Linked DNA regions of Pan troglodytes: region 2 is linked to region 1. A link is a contact called in public HiChIP or PLAC-seq data. All regions are on one chromosome and are shown on one strand. The core of a region is the stretch at or near the end of the contact, and the rest is flanking DNA. Distances in the headings are between cores, read along the strand shown.

Region 1 (2,725 bases), core at 47-2,546:
CTTGCCAGCCACCCACACCTCATAACGGTATGCCTTAGCCCTACCGGGCCGGGGCAGGCGCTCTGGGCCGCTCCTTCCTGTTTCCCGTTAAGCACATGGAAGCTCTGACCTCGCCTGCGAGGTGGGCACGGTGGGCCGGTAGGAAGAAAACGGGGCAGGGCCCTCCCCTCTCCTCCCACCCAAGCCACAGGACGCGTCCAGGCCAGGGCAACCCCGCGGGCCGCTGCCAGGGTGGAGGCTCTCGCGCCAATGGTCACCAAGCTCCTCCACTCCCCAACAAAGGGAAGCCCGCGGCTCGGCCCCGTCGCCCGCAGCCCCCGCGTCCCCACCTTCCGCCCTACCTGTTGCCCGGGAAAGCTTCTCCGGCTCAGGGCGGCGCTGCCGCGGACACCGCGGCGCCAGGCCCGCCGGCCCCGGCCGCTCCCTTGAGGCGCTGCGCCCGCCTTACCCGGCGGCCGCCGCCATGAGCGCCCGCAGCGCCCCCCGCCAGCGCCGCCTCCCTCCTCGCCCCGGCCCCGCGGCCTTCCCAGCCCGACCCCTCCGTGGCCCCGCGACAAAGCGGCACCCGGGGCTCCCAACTTTTCCGCAGCCCCTTCCCACCCCCGCGCGGGGCTCGGGCGCCGGGCGGGGGCCCCGACTCACCCGGCGGCAGCGCTGGCGGGGCCGGGGCCGCTGCTCCGTGTACTCCGTCTGCTCGGGTGGCTGCTCCGAGGCCCCGAGGCCTGGCTCCCCGCGCCTCTCCTCCCTCTTCCGCCCGCCCGCCGGCCCGCGCCCGCCCTCGCCCTCCCTCCTCCGCCAGCCGCCGGCGCCGCCGCCGCCGCCCGCCGAGCCCAGTCGAGCTGAGTCCGAGCCCAGCCGGGAAAAGGCCGCGAGCAGCCCAAGGGCCGGGAGGCTGGGCGTGGACGGGAGGGGAGGGCGGGGCGGGCCTCTGCGCTGCGGCTGCCCCTTCGCCCCGGCGCGGGAGCCCAGACCCCAGCCCTCCGCTCCCGGCCCCACAGCCGCGTCCACGCCCGTCACCTTGCGCTAGAGAAGCCGCCGACGTGGGGAGGCGGGTGCGGGCTCCTTCCGCCACTTCGGTCTCTTTTCGGGGTGGGAGGTCTCCCACTGGGACCGACACAGACGCACTGGATGCCGCGGGGTCCCGGGCTCCGAGTGGCGGTGTCCCTGCCCCCTTACTCCTACCCACCCCCACCCACCCCCAACTGCTGTGCGGCCCCCGGTGCCCGCCAGGGTGGGCACATTCCCACTTCCAGCCCCACGGGGCGCGGGCGGAGGAGGGTGCAGCCCGGGGATCCTGCCCAAGTGCCTCGCGCCGAAGCTGAAAACCTCTCCAGGGCAGACCGAAGCAGCCGACCCTCGAGACCCAGTCGGAGCCTGCGATCACTCGGGCGACCCTCGCCTACCCCGCCGTAAAAGCCGCGGCCTTTCCACCTAGGTGCTACGGGACCTACCCCCGTGGCAAGGAAGAGCAAACCCGAACTTGCGCACACCCGGCGGCCCTGTCTGAAAGAGCCACCCCAACTTTTGTTTTGTAAAATGTATGAGTTTTCAAATGACACCACGTTTATCCGTATTCGATTTCGTGTTAAAAAGTGTTTTCCGGCCGGGCGCGGTGGCTCACGCCTGTAATCCCAGCACTTTGGGAGGCCGAGGCGGGCAGATCACCTGAGGTCAGGCGTTCGAGACCACCCTGGCCAACATGGTTAAACCCTGTCTCTACTAAAAATACAAAAATTAGCCGGGCACGGTGGCTCGCGCTTGTAATCCCAGCTACTCGGGAGGCTGAGCCACGAGAATCGCTTGAACCCTGGAGGTGGAGTTTGCAGTGAGCCGAGATCTCGCCACTGCACTCCAGCCTGGGCGACAGAGTGAGACTCCGTCTCAGGAAAAAAAAAAAAAAAAAGTGTTCTCCCCTTGGCCTGGCGCGGTGGCTTATGCCTGTAATCTCAGCACTTTGGGAGGCCGAGGTGGGCAGATCACTTGAGGTCAGAGTTCAAGACCAGCCTGGTCAACATAGCGAGACCCCCAACTCCTTTATAAATTAAAAAAAAAAAAAGTTTTCCCCTTGAGTCGTGTGGTAAAATTACTGTTTCAGAAGTAATTACTGTTGGAAGATGCAACATGGTTTTCCTAGAAAGCTGGTCTTAACTCCTAACGTGAACGAGTGGTGACTAAGATGTATTTGAGGGCTCCTATACAGGGAGAGCTGCAGCTTACTCCATGGAGAGGTACTTTTGTCAAATTTCTCACCTAGATGAAGTATTGCCTTTTTTATGCTGTTGCAATCAGAGCCTCTGACAGTAGCTTGTTTCCCCGTTTATCTGGTCAAGTCCTCGTAGGAAGGAGTGCAACCCCCACTAATCCAGTTGGAGGGCCCATCCCTCATCTCAGGCCCTTTCTGGAGGGTAAGGAGGTAGAGGCTGTCTGACCCAACTGTTTGTTCTGCCTCTCTTTTCAGGGGGACCCGCAGCCCTGACACACCATGGGAAAGATGAGAGTGGTGGCCCCTAACCAGCTCCCAGGGTTTCTCTAGGCTTTTCTAAGCCCCAGGCCTGCCTGATCTCCCAGTTTCCAGCAACCCCTCCAGCTGTGTTTTTCTCCTCCCTCCCTTATTAGCATATCTTCCATTGTATCTTTCTTTCCTTTCTTTTTTTTTTCCCCCTTTGGAGAGGAGGTCTCACTCTGTCACTGCAGCCTCGACCTTCCAGGCTCAAGCTATCCTCCA
Region 2 (2,755 bases), core at 31-2,530, 98 kb before region 1:
CCCCACGCAACACACACACATATCTCAAGGCCCTTTTTAAGGCTATCAAATATATTGGTTTTTGGAAAAGGATAGACTTTATTTGGCAAGAATAACCAAGGTCTGCAAGATAAACTAGACCCCTAAAATGAAATGCCTTCTAAAGAGAAATAACTGTAACATAGAGGAAAGAGGGCTGGGACTAGTAATTTGAAGATCTGATCTCTCTAGAACTGCACTACACCCTACTCCATCTCTTAGACAAAACAGACCAAACCTTTTTGATATTTGATTATTTTTTGAAATTGAGAAATGGTGTGGAATCAAACTTTTCTGAAAGAGTTTGGAAATTGCCTCGATGTAGGCCTAACAAGATTTAAACCTGGGGCTGTGGAACTAAAGACCTGTCCGGAACCACAACCATTACACAAACCCCTGCCCTCAGCAGGCAAAGACACTACAGGCCCTCTTAACACAAGATCTAAGTTTCAAAGTATAGTCCGGGGACGGAGACGGGGACGGGGGTTGCGGGTGGGAGGTAACAGCCTAAAGAAACGTCGTATATATCAAAGAATGTCCATTTCTTATTTTTTAAATTAAAATCTAAACCTTTAAATGTTTGGAAGCAACGCCTCAACTAAAGAACAGTGTGGTCCAGGGTTTATGAATCCAAACTACTCTTAAAGTAAACCGAGACACTCTGCCTACAGTTTTCGGCATCAAGCGGCTCCAGCGGGCAGAGGGTTAAAAGAGGACCACATCACAGACCAGACGCCGCCCGAGGAGTGAGGGCGGGCCAGCCCCGCACTGGCTGCCGCTCCAGCGGAGGTCAGGACAGGGAGCCCCCCCCCAACTCCCACCTGCCCCCTCGCTCCCTTGGGTATACTCGAGTCTACCCAAGTCCCCGGGATCGGGCCCCTCCCCAGGTCACCGCTCCCCCACCGTCTCTCGCGGCCCCCGCCCCGCCCCGGCGCCTTCAGCTCCAGCTGCGTCCCCTCAGCCCTGGGTCTCCTTAGTTGTCAGCCCCTTCGGCCCCTCCCCTTTAGAGGCGCTCCAGTCCTCCGTCTCCTCACCGGGGTTGGCAGTAGTCGCCGCCATGGCCGCAGATGCCACCGCCGCCGCGCCACCCCCCCCCCAGTGGGAGGAGCCGCCGCCACCGAACCGGGAGGGAGGGGAAAAGAAAGGCCACTCCCCAGAAGCGGCGCCTGACCGCCGCCTCCGCTACCGCGGAATCCAAGATGGCGGCTTCAGCAGCCCCCAGCATCCCAGCCCCTGCGGCGGGGAGACCCCGCCTATATAGTAGGCGGAGTCAACACACGGCCAGCCTCCTAAGAAAAATTGACCAATGAAAATGCCAAATCGACCAAGGGCAGGGCTACTCACTGCGCCAGCCAGTCCAGTGAAGGGAGGGCGAGGAAGAAGTCCAGCTGTCTCCCTAATCTCGCCCTCCTTGCGTAAGAGGTCAATGACCGAGTAACGTCATTGAAATGCAATTAAAATGGGTATTTTAGGCTGGGCGCGGTGGCTCGCGTCTGTAATCCCAGCACTTTGGGAGGCCGAGGCGGCCGGATCAGCTGTGGTCAGGGGTTCGAAACCAGCCTGGCCAACATGGCGAAACCCCGTCTCTACTAAAAATACAAAATTAGCCGGGCGTGGTGGCGCATGCCTGTAATCCCAGCTTCTTGGGAGGCTGAGGCAGGAGAATCGCTTGAACCTGGGAGGCAGAGGTTGCAGTGAGCCGAGATAGCGCCCACTGCACGCCAGTCTGGGCAACAAGAGGTGCTAAAGAGCACCTAAACTTCACATGGTGATTTGTAATCCTTTCCAGTTTTTTTCCTCTTTTAAGGACTTTTGTCCCTGGTGAAAAAGTTAAATGACTAACTTTTGAATGCCTGCTATGGAACTGGTAGTCTAAAAGGATCCAGGTGTTAACGGTTTGGTATGGGAGATATTGCCAGCCAAAATTGGAGGCAATGGATGAAGAAAGTAATTTGAGAATGGGTAACTTCTTTGGTCAGTGACAGGGACAGAGTGAGGAGTTTTGTTTGTCTGTTTTTGAGACAGAGTCTCGCTCTGTCGCCCAGGCTGGAGTGCAGTGGCGCAATCTCGGCTCACTGCAACCTCCACCTCCCCGGTTCAAGCAATTCCCCTGCCTCAGTCTCCTGAGTAGCTGGGATTACAGGCGCACGCCACACGCCTGGCTAATGTTTTTTGTATTTTTAGTAGAGATGGAGTTTCCTGTCGCCCAGGCTGGAGTGGCAGTGGCGCAATCTCGGCTCATTGCAACCTCCACCTCCCCGGCTCAAGCAATTCCCCTGCCTCAGTCTCCTGAGTAGCTGGGATTACAGGCGCACGCCACACGCCTGGCTAATGTTTTTTGTATTTTTAGTAGAGATGGAGTTTCACGATGTTGGCCAGGCTGGTCTCGAACTCCTGCCATCAGGCAATCCGCCCGCCTCGGTCTCACAAACTGTTGGGATTACAGGCGTGAGCCACCACACCTGGCCAGTGAGGAGTTTTTAATAGGGAATCAATAAGATGATGGCTGTGCAGATTTATTTTCTTTTTTCTTTATTTTTTTCTGAGATGGAGTCTTGCTCCATCGCCCAGGCTGGAGTGCAGTGGTGCGATTTTGGCTCACTGCAACCTCTCCCTCCCGGGTTCAAGCAGTTATCCTGCCTCAGCCTCCTGAGTAGCTGGGATTACAGGCGCGCACCACCACGCCCGGCTAATTTTTATTTCCTGGTAATAGGAAGCATTGAGCTATTCGAGGTAG

Evidence for each region. HiChIP or PLAC-seq counts read pairs in DNA pulled down with a chosen protein or histone mark.
Region 2: a contact with region 1 is called in an H3K4me3 HiChIP or PLAC-seq map of stem cell-derived excitatory neurons, with 4 times the contacts expected there. The contact joins the promoter of ARNT here to the promoter of CERS2 in region 1. A contact is called at or near these places in 1 of 7 Hi-C or Micro-C datasets (stem cell-derived neural progenitor cells) and 1 of 1 datasets of contacts at active chromatin or transcription factors (stem cell-derived excitatory neurons).

The regions. Positions count from the first base shown.
Region 1 is chr1:98,238,754-98,241,478 of NHGRI_mPanTro3-v2.0_pri, reverse strand. It overlaps CERS2 (ceramide synthase 2), which reads right to left and starts at 1,296. Exons shown (of 11, transcript XM_054670785.2): 1 at 1,018-1,296.
Region 2 is chr1:98,336,978-98,339,732 of NHGRI_mPanTro3-v2.0_pri, reverse strand. It overlaps ARNT (aryl hydrocarbon receptor nuclear translocator), which reads right to left and starts at 1,280. Exons shown (of 21, transcript XM_009430835.5): 1 at 1,053-1,280. The coding sequence starts at 1,077.